Linked DNA regions of Gossypium hirsutum: region 1 is linked to region 2. Evidence: chromatin contacts called from public Hi-C data. All regions are on one chromosome and are shown on one strand. The core of a region is the stretch at or near the end of the contact, and the rest is flanking DNA. Distances in the headings are between cores, read along the strand shown. Region 1 has its middle 23 kb from the start of LOC121208252. Region 2 has its middle 26 kb from the start of LOC121208249.

Region 1 (6,485 bases), core at 3,256-5,755, 130 kb after region 2:
GGTATTAGGCATTGGCAAGTTGTAAAGCATATATTAAGGTATTTTAAAAGAACTAGGGATTATATGCTTGAGTATTCTAGGGAGAACCTTACTCCTATTGGATATATAGACTCAAACTTCCAAACCTGTAAAGATTCGAGGAAATCAACATTAGGAAGTGTATTTGTCTTAGGCGGTGGAGCCATAGTATGGAGAAGTGTAAAACAAACTTGCAATGCTAACTGTAGTATGGAGGCTGGGTATGTGGTTGCTCCTGAGACAAGGAAAGAAGCGATTTGGCTTCGAAAGTTTTTAACTGATCTTGAAGTCATTCCTGGTATAGAAAAAGCTATAACATTGTATTTTGATAATAATGTTGCAGTAGCTAATACTAAGGAAATGAAAAGTCACAAGAGGACGAAACACATTCACGGAAGTATCACTTGATATGAGAGGCAATAACCGAAGGAATTGTAGATATGGTGAATGTAGCTTCTGAAGATAATTTTGTGGATTTGTTTACTAAGACCTTGTAACTAGGAGTTTTAACAAACATGTCGAGAATATGAGAATGTTAAATATGACACATTTACTTCACTAAGGTAAGTGGGAGATTGTTGGGAAATGTGTCCATATTGTACTAAACATATATAAATAAATAAATGAGTCCATAATTATTTTCTATGTATTTGAATGATAAATAAATAAATAAAGTTAATTTCACGTTTCATTATTATGTCTTTTGTGTTTCTGTCTTTCATGTTTTGCATGCTTAGCGAATTGTGACAAACAAATATTTGCTCATTGATTGTCTAAGTTCAAACTAATTATATGTGGCACTATAAGATCGTTTACATTCTGAGAAATGCAAGTCATTTTAGTAGATAATTCAAACGAGTCCATAATCTCGTAAAAGAATCAAGTGAGCATTTGATTTAAATACTTAAAAGGATTATTATGTCATCTACAATTCCAATTGGGGAGATGGCTAGTCTTGGCTATTGGAGTAGTTGACTCCACTGGTAAAGGCATAGATGTATTCATTGGAAGAATGACACATTGGATTAGACCCAAGATGAAGTAATTTCAAATTCATTTGTTGTATTAATTCACTTGTGATGTTCATGGTGTAATTTACCTAAATCCTGAGTTAGTCACTGACCATGCGTATGTAACTCATGTGCTTTGATATAAGTGGAGGCTTATGCTCTAAAGATGATCAAGCCCAAAGAAGGCATGTTGGGTACATGACTTGTGTATGGCATGACTTTACTAGCAACAATAGAATTTATAGCTCGATTAAAGAGTTAACAACATCCTCTCATTGGCATTGTGTGGATTTATAAATATGGAATATGGCAACGGGTTGCTTGTTTTCCAACGAGCAATTTATTACAACTCTTTGTTGATAGTAATCATATTAATAATTAAGAAGACACAATTGTGACAATGAGGTAAACTAGGATTGTATTGAATGAACGGATTTAGCTCAAAGGAATCAAGGATATCATAAGAGGGTAATATACATATGACGAGGTCACTGGACAAAACAATTGGATGAATTGCTTTTACAAAAAGTATACAACAAGAAGTTTTCAATCATGTTATTTCTTGTGGACTAACTCCATGATTAAGTAAATTGTGAATTATCGGAAGGATGCTTTTGGACATAATTATAATTACTCAAGCCTAATTGTTTATGACCGATTGGTCCCTCCGCTAGCTCAACAAAAGCTCAACCAAACTGCATTTGAATTAGAAGAAAGTTCTACGACTCTAGAGATAATTTAATTGAGTCAATTTATTCGATGTGGAATTAAATTAGATGGTCGTGATAATTGTTCAACTAGAGAATTTGATTAAAGAATTTTCTTGAAAAATTAATTTGTAAAATCTAAGTGTTTCTTGGGAAAATTAATTTTTATCATGTAAAATTTCAAATTAATTAAAATTAATATGATGCTTTTGGAAATTTATTTTCAAGCCAGACAATCAATGGGTAATTGAACTTAAAAATTAGACCTAAAATAAAAAAATTGGGCTCGAGAACCCAAAATCGAGATCGAGATTGAAAAACTAGTCGAACCGGGTCTGGTATGCGAAACTGAGTTAACGGTCTAACCAGTAGCAGGACCCGATCGGTCAGGCTATCACTAGCCCAAATCGAATCGACAACAGCCAAACCAGCATAGGGTACTTTGGGGGTGTCGCACTTGCAATGGCACCATCGGACACGATGGTGCTGACAACAGTAACAGCAACATTTCGCTGGCTGATGGGTGGTCCTTCGGCGGTTCAACAGTGGAAGAATCACACTTCTACTTTGGCTTTACTAGATAATTTAATTTCAGGTTAATTATTCCAAAAAAATATTATTTTAATAAATTTAATATTAAATTAAATTTAATATTTATCTTAATAGTATTTTATTAATTTAAAATTAAAGTGGATAAGTTTAATCATAGTTGAACTTTCTAAACTTTCCCTGTATAAATAGAGTCATTGGTCATTATTTTTTTACACACTTGAATTCAAGAGAAAGTTGTAGAGAGAAAATTCTCTGAAGAAATTATTTCAAAAAAAATTTAGAGATATTTTTCTTATTTACAATTTGGTCTAAAAGTTTAGAAAATTTTGAAATTACCCCACTAGTAATTTTGTAGAAATTTTTCTTATTCGAAGTGAGTCGACACTCGGCATATTTGAGCTTAAAGATAGCAGAGAAGACTACTTGGTCGAAGAGTTCATTTTAGATGAATTAGAAAGGTACAATTTTGATTAAGTGTTTATTACTTTAGAAAACACAACCAAGTTTGTTTTTTGAAAAAAAAAATTAATACTCTGGTTTTTTCGTTGCACTTTTCAAACCCTATTTTCCAACAGATTGATTTCCTTACATCAGTAATGCCTTGTCCAAAGAGATAATCCACTATCTTTCAAGCTCGTACAACAATGATTTATGTCCTACACATGCCGATTTAACAACCTCACTTTTGTACTAAATATCTATATCACTCTCCTTTATGTTTCCCCCCTTAATATTTAGTTTGTAAACAATGTGGCTTACTTGGTTACTCAAAAATGCGCTTAGAAAACAATTCCTAAAATAACATATTAAAGTGCTAACTCTCTTCACACCAATTTGCATACATAAGTCTTTCAATATATAAGAGTTTAAAGGTCTGCTAAGATATAGATCAATTGCAATAATAAACCCCATCAAAATAGCCTATAAGTAGGATTAGAATATCCTAATAAAGTTTGGGATATTCCAAATACCTCCAAGATAAGTATTCAAGGCAGTCAAGCCAATTCCAAAAAATAGAGGATCTGATTTGCTTCATTTGGATCTATTTAATCTTTAAAAATTTGTTCCTCCATAAGATTAATCCTCAAATATGGGTCGACACACGTTCATGAGATAATCTAGGACATGGCCCAACTAACTTGGTTCAAAAGATTGTTAACTTCAAAAAAGATATAAATCCTAAGCCGTGCCTTGTGCTACTACTCTAATAACAACTCCAACATAATTACCTTTTTTAAGGTTGAAAAATACTTTCATATATAAGAGCACAAATCGAACTTCATAAAATAAAATTTAATCCATCCTTATATACCAAAATCTTATCAATCAATTATCCTATAAGGATTGAAATAAATCTTATAAAGTCAACTTATATATTCTTAGATTGTATATCTCAGCATAAAAGATAAGAAAATCACATTAGCATCCTTGAAAAGTAATCTTTCTTAATCCAATCTTTTCTCCAAATATAATCATGAAATTAACTGAAAAAAACCTAAAAGAAAATAAGTAAATAATCAAAAAAATTTGATTAAACATGCCAACAAAATAAAAAACAAAAAATAAATTATAAAACTTAAGCAATCATTGCTAGAGTCACTACTCCTAAAACTTGCCTCAACAAGCTTCTTTAACTGTAATATCTCTTTTAACAAAGATATATAAATAAATCACATGATTTTTTAAATAATATCCCTATTTGATTGAAATTTAACTTCAATTACAATCCAGTTAATTGCTTTTCAAAATTCTAAAAAAAATGTAATAAATTAATCATGAGACTCAAGTCAAAACATACCAACATATTAAGATTGATTGCACAACTTTCAATGGGAAAATGAATTTGTAACTGATAGTGCACCTATCAACAGTAATATTATTATTTAAACATAAAAAATAAAAAAAAATCAAACCAATCAACTTAACAAATTGCATTGCAAAATAAAAAGCTTCATTTTCATTTTTTTAACATTGGTAAAAAATTTTATAAAAAATTGAACGTTTGAGATTTTACATATCAATGGATTAAAAATTAATTAACTTTTTTGGTCTAAACCTCTTATTTTGCCAATTTAATCGAAAAGTCCAAATACAATATTTATTTAATTAAGATTAAATAATAATTTAATATGAACTGGATAGACTCGAATCCTTAAAAGTAATATGCTATTTGATTGAATGTAATGGTCTTATGCATTTCATTCTTGTTAGATGGGCCCACATTTCTCCATTGTTTTTTTTTCTTCATTCCAGCTTTATATGCTTAGTACAAGTGGGGCTAGCATAGATGGGTAAAAATGTTATTCCAATATTACCCCCATTAAATTTGTCTACACGTTTTCCTTCTACCAGCAAATGTTGTAAAAAGTCTTGTCTGCTTCACAATATTCCCATATACAGATTGTATTCACCAATATTTGTCTTCCTTTAATCATTTAATCAGTTTTTTTGGGCAAATATATTTTGAATTACATTTTAATCTTTTTATTAAAAAATGAATAAATTTATTTATATACGTTAGATGAATGAGTAAAACAGTTCATCTATTAAAATTTGGAGTTTGTATATAAGATATAATAATAAATTTAGCCCTTAACTTTTATAGATTTATTTAATTTGACTCCTACTATTTTATTGAAAGTAAATTACAAATTTTTGAAACTAATAAAACTAAAATGTCAAAAAGGCTTTAGTAACAAATTTTAATTTTAAAATTTTAAAATTATTAAAAAAATAAAATTATAAATAAAAATTATAAAAAAAAGTTATAAAAATTTTAAATTATAATTTTTATAAAAATTTTAAATTATAATTTTTTGCTAAAAATAACAATATTGATCCAATAAAAGATTAGGGGTCAATTTTTTTTTAAAATCTTATAACCATTAGATTTTAATGGGTTAGTATTGTTATTTTTTAATAAATTTTTTTATAACTTTTGTTTATAGTTTTTATATTTTTTAAATAAATTTTAAATTTTGAAAGGACTTAATTTATTTTTTAAAGTTTTTTACTAAGGCCTTTTTGACCCTCTAGCCTTATTAGTTTAAAAAATTTCTAATTTACTTCCAATAAAAGAGTAAGGGTCAAATTGCATAATGTGTAAAGGTTGAGGGCTAACTTTGTTATTATACCTTATATATAAGCACCAAATTGTAATGGAGGGACTGATTTGCACACGCATTTAACATACAGTGACTAATTTACTTATTTTTTCAATAGAGGAGCAGCTTTTAAGTGATGAATGATGGAGATTCGGGCTAGAGTTGTCCATGAGTCGAGCCAGGCCCTAACAAAATTTTAAGCTCGATTGATAGGTTCGGGCATGGCCTGAATAAAAATGTTAAAACCTAGACTTAGCCCAGCTCGGTCCACCCGTATTAAATTTTTTATTTTATTTTATTTTATTTTTTATATAATTTTTTTAAAAAATAATACATCAAAAACACTAAAAACATTAAAATAAATATTTCCCAACAAATTAAAAATAAATCAAAAAAGTCTTTATACTTAAATAACACTAAGATAGATGCAATTTAACAAGCAAATGCCTCTAAAATAGTAGCAAAATTAACAATAAAATAAGAGTTATACAATATCTAAACAATAACAATAAAATAAAAGCAACATAATAGTGAAATGACAGCAAAACAATGGGAAAATAGTAAGAAAACAACAACAAAACAATGGAAAAATAGTAGTAAAACAACATTTTTTTTTTGCAAATTTGGGCTAACCTTACTCGAGGCCTAACCGAATTTCTAGATGAGTCTTATTTTTTTGATCAAATTCATTTTTCGGGTCTATAATTTACCTAAACCCTCTCAATTTTCGAATGGACCTTCGGGCTGGCCACCTTCTGGTTTTGTGTAATGCCATCATTTACATATCCTTGTTAACCAAAAGTAGGAATATTGTTATTAGCAATTCTATTCTCTTTCCAACAAAAAACTAAGCCCGTTACAATTTTATTCTATTATATTTAACCATACATATAATTAAAGTCTTGCAGACTGCACAATTTAGAATATATAAGGATCTGGAATCTTAAAGATGTTTCAGACCAAACTTAAACTAGTTGAATTAGTGTGCTTCAATTTATGAAACAATATGGAAGTTTTGTTGGTTATATACCAATTCCAGACTGAATACACCACCATTTTTGGATTAAATTGTAACACTCTCAAACTTTGAATGT
Region 2 (6,725 bases), core at 3,906-6,405:
ACATTTTTATTCCATTCACCCCAACCAAACGTGGTGTAAGTATATTTGTATCACAAAATTATATTGGTTGATGTATTATATACTACTATCAGGATTTGATACCCTTAAATAAATATTATTTGATGTTATGTTTTTTTTATCATTTTGTTATAGATATTATCTTATGCCAAGTTTTGCTATCCTTGTGTAACTCCATTCCAGACAATTGTGATGATTTTTTTTTTATATTTATTTAATCCAATAGATACATCTAATACTTGTGAAAAAGGCTTATGCAACTGATTACAAAGTTCTATTTATGTTAGTGGATTCTTCTTGCATATGATCTTCATGCATTGTTTGGGCATATCCAAATCCTCCATAGTATCAAATAGTGATATAGTTAGGGTTCTACTATGGTTTCTATTAGAATCTCCCGGAGGCCACAAAGCTTGGACTTCAACTTAATTTTCCATTAAAATATTGTACGATTACTTTATAGATTTATGCTAACTTGACTCCCGTATATGTCGAGTTCAGGGCATTCAAAAATTAATTTACATTTCTACCGTTCAAGTTTCAATTTTTTACCCTCAACTCAACATCATCAAGTGTTGAGGTAAAAAAAAAACTATTTTGAGAAATAATTTTCTCAAATGCCTATACTAATTAATAATTCAAACTTTCATTATTATTAAGTCGTAAAAAATATAAAATTTTAATAATTGTTCACTATTCTTTTTTCCTTTTTCCACACCTTATTAAAGTAAATAGAAAATATCAACATAAAATTTAAAAGAGTTTGATTAAGTTTAATATGTATATAGGCATTTTTTAAAAATTTTAAAATATTATTTTATTTTTATTTAATAAATTATTTTCATCAAATTCACGTCAACATTAAATACAAATTAGTTTAAATATTAAAAATATTTTTAAAGGCCTATTTAACTAAAAAATACAAAGACTTGTTTAAACAAAGTCTAATAGTATAAAGGCTTTGTTTATATATTTGTTAATTACTTTCTTTGTCTCATTTTCTTTTCCAATTAATTATTTTCCAAAAAACTTCAATTATTATTTAAATGATTTATTATATTAAAAATTTTAAAAGTAATTTGAAATTTTTGAAATTAAAAAATTAAACATTTATAATTGAATGATTTTATAAAAAAAATAATTGACAAAACTAAGTTAATTTAGCTATAATTGTTAGATTTGGATTATGATTGATTGAACTAAAAATTGGTGGTTGAACTGGATTAACCAGTAACACAAAATCATAAAATAGTTGAACAAAAAAATCCGTTGAATAGGGGTAAAAACTTGGCCAAAAGGGTAAAAAAACCAGTTAGAAAAATTATTAGAATTAAATTTAAGCTAGTCAAAATATTAAATTTTGTTGTTGAATTTTATAAAACAATTGTTTACATTTTAACAATTACTTATTTGTGCTTTTTATTTTTTTATTTTATGTATTTTGTTTAAAATTTTATGATTTTTTAAAATGATTGAGGCAACAGTTCAATTGGGTTGAATCGATTGACCTAAAATTGATAGTTTAACTAGTTCAACTATCAATTTGATTCTCACAATATTAAATTTAAATATTCTTTGTAGTTAATTGTGTAACTCCCCAATATATTTTTTTATGTTTCTGTAATTATTTGACACAACTGTGTATTTGCTTCAGTGGTTAAGTGTTTTGGGTGTGTGTGAGATATCTCAAGTTCAAGCTTTAGTTTTAGCAAATTTTGGTATTTTTCTGACTTAAGCCTTATACTTGCTCAGTGGGCTCATATTTAAATGTCTGCAATTCCATATCAGAATGAGTTTGCTGGTTCAAGTGATAAGGGAGTTGGGGTGTTGGAGGTTCTGAGTTTAAATCCCTGCGTTAGCGTGGGTATTAATTTTGTTCTGCTGCCTAGAAGAGTTTTGGTTATATCGAAAGTCTAAGAGTGGGAGTTAGTGGGAGGAAAATAAGGGATTTGGGGGTTATCAGAATTGACATTTTTTTCCTTTTTGCAAAAATTTTCTCCTTCCTTCTAAGGAAAAAAATTAACGTTGGTCTTCTGTTCTCTATTGTTCTTCCCTTCTTCCATTTGGCTTCGAATTCTATTTATCGACCATCACCTTTGTTTTTCTTCGCTATTCCTATCTTCTTCGCACGTTCTGGTAAGTGGGGCTTTGCTGTGCTGTAACTTGTGCTTTTCCAATTTTGATTAGGGTTTTACTCATGTTTGGGCAGCAAGGAATCAAGGAGTTCGTGATTCTACTTCTACAGGATAGTAGCTACTCGTTCGGAGTGTTGGAGTAAGCGTTAGGTGCTTGATTTGAGGTATGGTTAGGTTCGGGTTTTCAGTTTAATCGTGTGTAAAAACTGAATTTGAGTGTTGCTTTATCGACTTTTAGGTTTTGGAAGGCTTGGGAGTGGTTTCGCAGTGAATCAATATTAGGTGTGTACCCGAAACGTAGAAAAACAAGATTCGACGAAAGCCAAAAAACCCCACTGTTGACGCCACACGGCTGTGTGGTAGGCCGCGTGGTAGGCCGTGTGCAATGACACGACTGTATGATCGACGAAGACCAGGCCGTACATACGACCACGCCACTCGGGCGTGTGATCCATACAGGTAAGGCAAATCTGGGCGTGTGGGCCACACGGGCAACCCATATGGGCATGTGGGCCAATCTATCTGAATTTTCCCCTAGGGTTGCCCAAACGACTGTGGGCCTACTGTAGGGTCGGTAAGGGCTAACAAAACCCTAAACTGTATGATTTATTTACTGATATCCTAGATTGAGCATGGTAGTATTGTGCATGTATGATTATTGATCTGTATGACTAACTGAGATCTGGTTAGTAGCATGTTGAGCATGTTAAATTGTATATCTATGTTGGTATCTATTGTTGTTATTGGGGTGGGATGATGTATATTGGAGGAAGTGTTCTGAAAGGCAGTATGCCTATTATTTGGCAGCATGGCTGTGTTATATCTTTTATGTGCCGCATCAGTACAACATGATTTGTAGGGCTGGGTGGGTGTTTTAAACCCCACATAGTGTACAGTGATGGTTGGAGATGGTGTGTAGAGGATGGGGGTAGAATATCTGATTTCTGATTTTGATTATCTTGCTGTGTGCATGTTTAATTCTGCGGGTTTACACATTGAGTTTACGTAAACTCACCCTTTTCTGTTTATTTTGTACAGGTAACCCATAGACTTAGGTGGATCGGTGCAGCAAGGGCTCAACGGCGACCACCTTTCCATAAAATTGTTTAAGTTTTCTGTTTATGGCTTTATTTTATATTTTGGGTTATATTTTGAGAGTTTGTAATTTTTGGGACTCTCTGAACGTTATGATTTTTAACGGTGGTTTTGGCTTGTTTATTAACTGCATGCCATGACAAAATATTTTCTGAATTCACAATTTCAAAAATGAACTGGGTTTTAGAATTAAACGGTTTTTCGTAAGCTTTTACTGTAAAACACGTTTTAAGGCAAATCAACTAAGTAAATAACGGTTTGACGATGATTCTAATCAAATAAGAAACTAATAATTAAGGGGCTTTATCGTGACGACTACGTGTTCAAAATCCCTTTCATGTGACATCGTCAGATTTGGCCGTAACGTCTAGGTCGGGTTTGGGGTGTTACAAATTGATAATTAATAAAAAGAAATGCATTTTACTCATTAATTCATTTAAAATAAATATGTAATATTTTCCTCATTGCAAAGTCTTAATCTCTCCATCTTTTTCAAACCAAAATTTGGTTTTGTTAACCAAGATACTAATCTTTGGGTTAGTTGCCAGTCGCGGTCCCTTTAAGAGCTTTTTGTGATTTTGTTTTAAATTTTTAGATCCATTATCTTTTCTCTAAAAACTGTAGTGGTTCTAGTTTTAATTCACGTTACCTTCTCTTAAAATTGTGGTGGTTTTAATTTTTCATTCATTTTAAATCTAGTTTAAATTTTTTTTTTTTTAGCTGTGTTCTCATGCATACATCGAATTTATCAAAGTAGAAGTGTTGGCAAATTTATTGGGAATTGTTATTGGAAGACTTTGTTATGATAAAGTACCATGATAGTGTATGCAAGGTTAAACTTTGACATGATAGGAAGGAGGATAAGCCATTTTGAGATGTAAGAGTGGCTATTTCGTTAACAGTAGTTTATTGTCAAGTTCTTTTATTGATAGTAGAATTAGGGTGCAATTATTGGTGATTGATTAAGGTGATTTATTTTTGGTTAGTTTTTGAACCTTTAAGTGTTACGGTTATTGTAAGATGGTCGTTTTTTCTATTGGTTTAGCTTTCTCTATTTGATTTGATTTTTATCCTATTATTAATAAAAGATTAGTATAAATTCAAACTTGATATTAAAAATAAGAGTAAAATTCTAATAAAAATAAAAGCTTTTTAAAACGAGTAAAATAATTTTTTTATTGCTCAAAACAAGTTATGTGAGTTATTAAAATTTTTAAAGTTAATTTATTGTTAACTCATCTATTGTTTTTATATTCCATGTGGATTAATGAGGTGCAAATTTTTTGACATATAAAAGCATGCTCTTTGTTGTTATATAAATATGGGTCCATAGATGGTTACATTCTTACAACAACAAAAATATAAATTTTTACTTAAGGTTAAAAGTTCAAATTAGGGTTGAATATTTTTATAGGTTATTTATATAAGGGCTAAAATTTTTAAATTTGATCATTTAAGGATTTTATCTTTATAAAAATATTCAAATAAGAGTTTTTTACCCACTTCAAATTATTTTTGTAGTAAAAATTAAATGAGTGTTAATATGTATAAATTAAAATACATAATTGTTGAATGAGATATTACTTAAAAGAAAAAATATAATTTAAACCCTAAAATACTATATATAAAAAGTTGTTATTTGAACACTTTAATTTGACCATTTAATAATTTTAAAAAGTTTTAACTTCATTTGAACCCTTCTATAAATATTGGATCCTTTTTGTGATAATTTTGAAATGTTTGAGGTTTTATTACTTGAAAAATGTATTATAAAATTATTTAAATATTTAAATATAAATGTGAGATTTTACGCGTGTCACCAATCAAACGGCTAAAAGGAGAGTCGTAATAAAATGTTTTGGATAGAGCTCTCCTAAATAATTGATTAAACACAATATTCCTAATGTCTTCCAGCTTTGGTCCAAAATTTTAAGTTGATTGTGATCGTTGATGAAAAAGACTAGCTTTTGATGCATACAAGATGGGACCCACATCACATGCCCTTCTCTTCTATTATCTGATAAGATTAAAGGAGCAATACACAAAATGGGACCCATTTTTCCAAGTGAAAATTTTAAATTAAATTTTAGGGAGAGGGCCATAACCTTTCTCCGGGGCTTACTTTACTTATGTTTTTTAAACTAAAATATGTATAATTTTTTAAATTAAAAATATACGTTTATGTTTAAATATATGCCATCATTTTAAAATCTCGGATAACCTGATATTTTAACTGAATGAAAATTTAAAATTATATTAAAATATGTTGATGGAGTTTTAATTCAATTGGTATTGATAATATTGTTGATACAGGAAGAAATGAGTTTGAGTGCATTAAAATGCATTATCTTCCTATTTATGAGTTAGGAGGGTTATGAATAATTTTATGTATTGTGTCAAAAAAACAAATATGACCGAATTCTATAACAAAATTATTATTAAAAAATTTACATCAAAATATTTTATCTATTTCTTTTTTTTTAATTATAAAACTTGAATTCACTACCTTTTAAATTTACATTGAAAACTATGTCACTAATGGTTAATCATTTACTATATTTTATTACTGTTTTTTACCCACCAACTAGTCATATAAATTAAATCAATAAAAAGATTACATCAATTTACATTGGTATAAAATTAAATTAGTTTTGCATTTACATATTTTTAAATAATTTATATTTGAAAAACTTAACTATCATGTTTTCATATTATACTAAAGGATTAAATTATATTTTAGAATTTGAATTTGGTAATTTTTTTATATTGGAATTTAAATTTCTTGTTGTTCAAGTTAGATCTTGAATTTAGCAATTGATCTCACATCAGTGCTTGAATTTATTTTTTCAAGTTAGGCCTAAACTTGGCAAATGTTCTCACATTGGGACCTAGACTTTTTTTATTCAAATTAGTATTTGAAAATCCTAAAATTCAAGTCTTAATGTAAGAACAATTGACAAGTTCAAGGTTTAATTTAAACAAAAAAAAGTTCAGGCTCTAAAATTGACAAAGTTACCAAATTCAGGTCTTAATGTAAAAATGATTGTCAAGTTTAAGACTTGATTTAACTAAAAAAATTCAGACTCTAATATATAAAAATTGTTAAGTTCAAGTCTCATATAGTAATTAAAAACATATTATTGAATATGAAAGTGTGAAAAAAAAAACGAAGGAGATGAGAGAAGAGATGGTACATGAAAATGGTAAGCACAAGCTGAAAAAGGCAGGTAATGCTTTGGGAGAAAAACAAAAGGTTGTACATAAGCCTTTCCATGTGACCCCTGCTTTTCACTCAAACATTTTTAGCTAAAGAAGCTTAAGAGGACTGCCTGGTTTTTCTTTTTTCCCTTTTTTTCTACTTTGCCCCAAAACAAAATAGTACTACAAAAGCAAACAAATTTAGAGAAATATAAAATAAAAATCAAAAGAAAAGATAGTTTGCTTTTTGGAAGTGATGAAATAAAAGTTGGTTTGAGC

The links. A called contact is a pair of places that touch in the nucleus more often than the background predicts.
Region 1: a Hi-C map of hypocotyl shows a contact between it and region 2, with 1.7 times the contacts expected there. The contact joins two enhancer-like sites. A contact is called at or near these places in 2 of 34 Hi-C or Micro-C datasets (hypocotyl and leaf).

The regions. Positions count from the first base shown.
Region 1 is chrA10:16,587,801-16,594,285 of Gossypium_hirsutum_v2.1, forward strand. No RefSeq gene overlaps it. Among protein-coding and RNA genes, the nearest start is that of LOC121208252, 23 kb to the right of the region's middle. Within about 2 kb of position 4,506, at least 3 of the 9 cell types and tissues checked have an H3K27ac peak or open chromatin away from gene starts, as enhancers often do. A contact at or near this core is called in hypocotyl and leaf, where this site is marked.
Region 2 is chrA10:16,457,671-16,464,395 of Gossypium_hirsutum_v2.1, forward strand. No RefSeq gene overlaps it. Among protein-coding and RNA genes, the nearest start is that of LOC121208249, 26 kb to the right of the region's middle. Within about 2 kb of position 5,156, at least 5 of the 9 cell types and tissues checked have an H3K27ac peak or open chromatin away from gene starts, as enhancers often do. A contact at or near this core is called in hypocotyl and leaf, where this site is marked.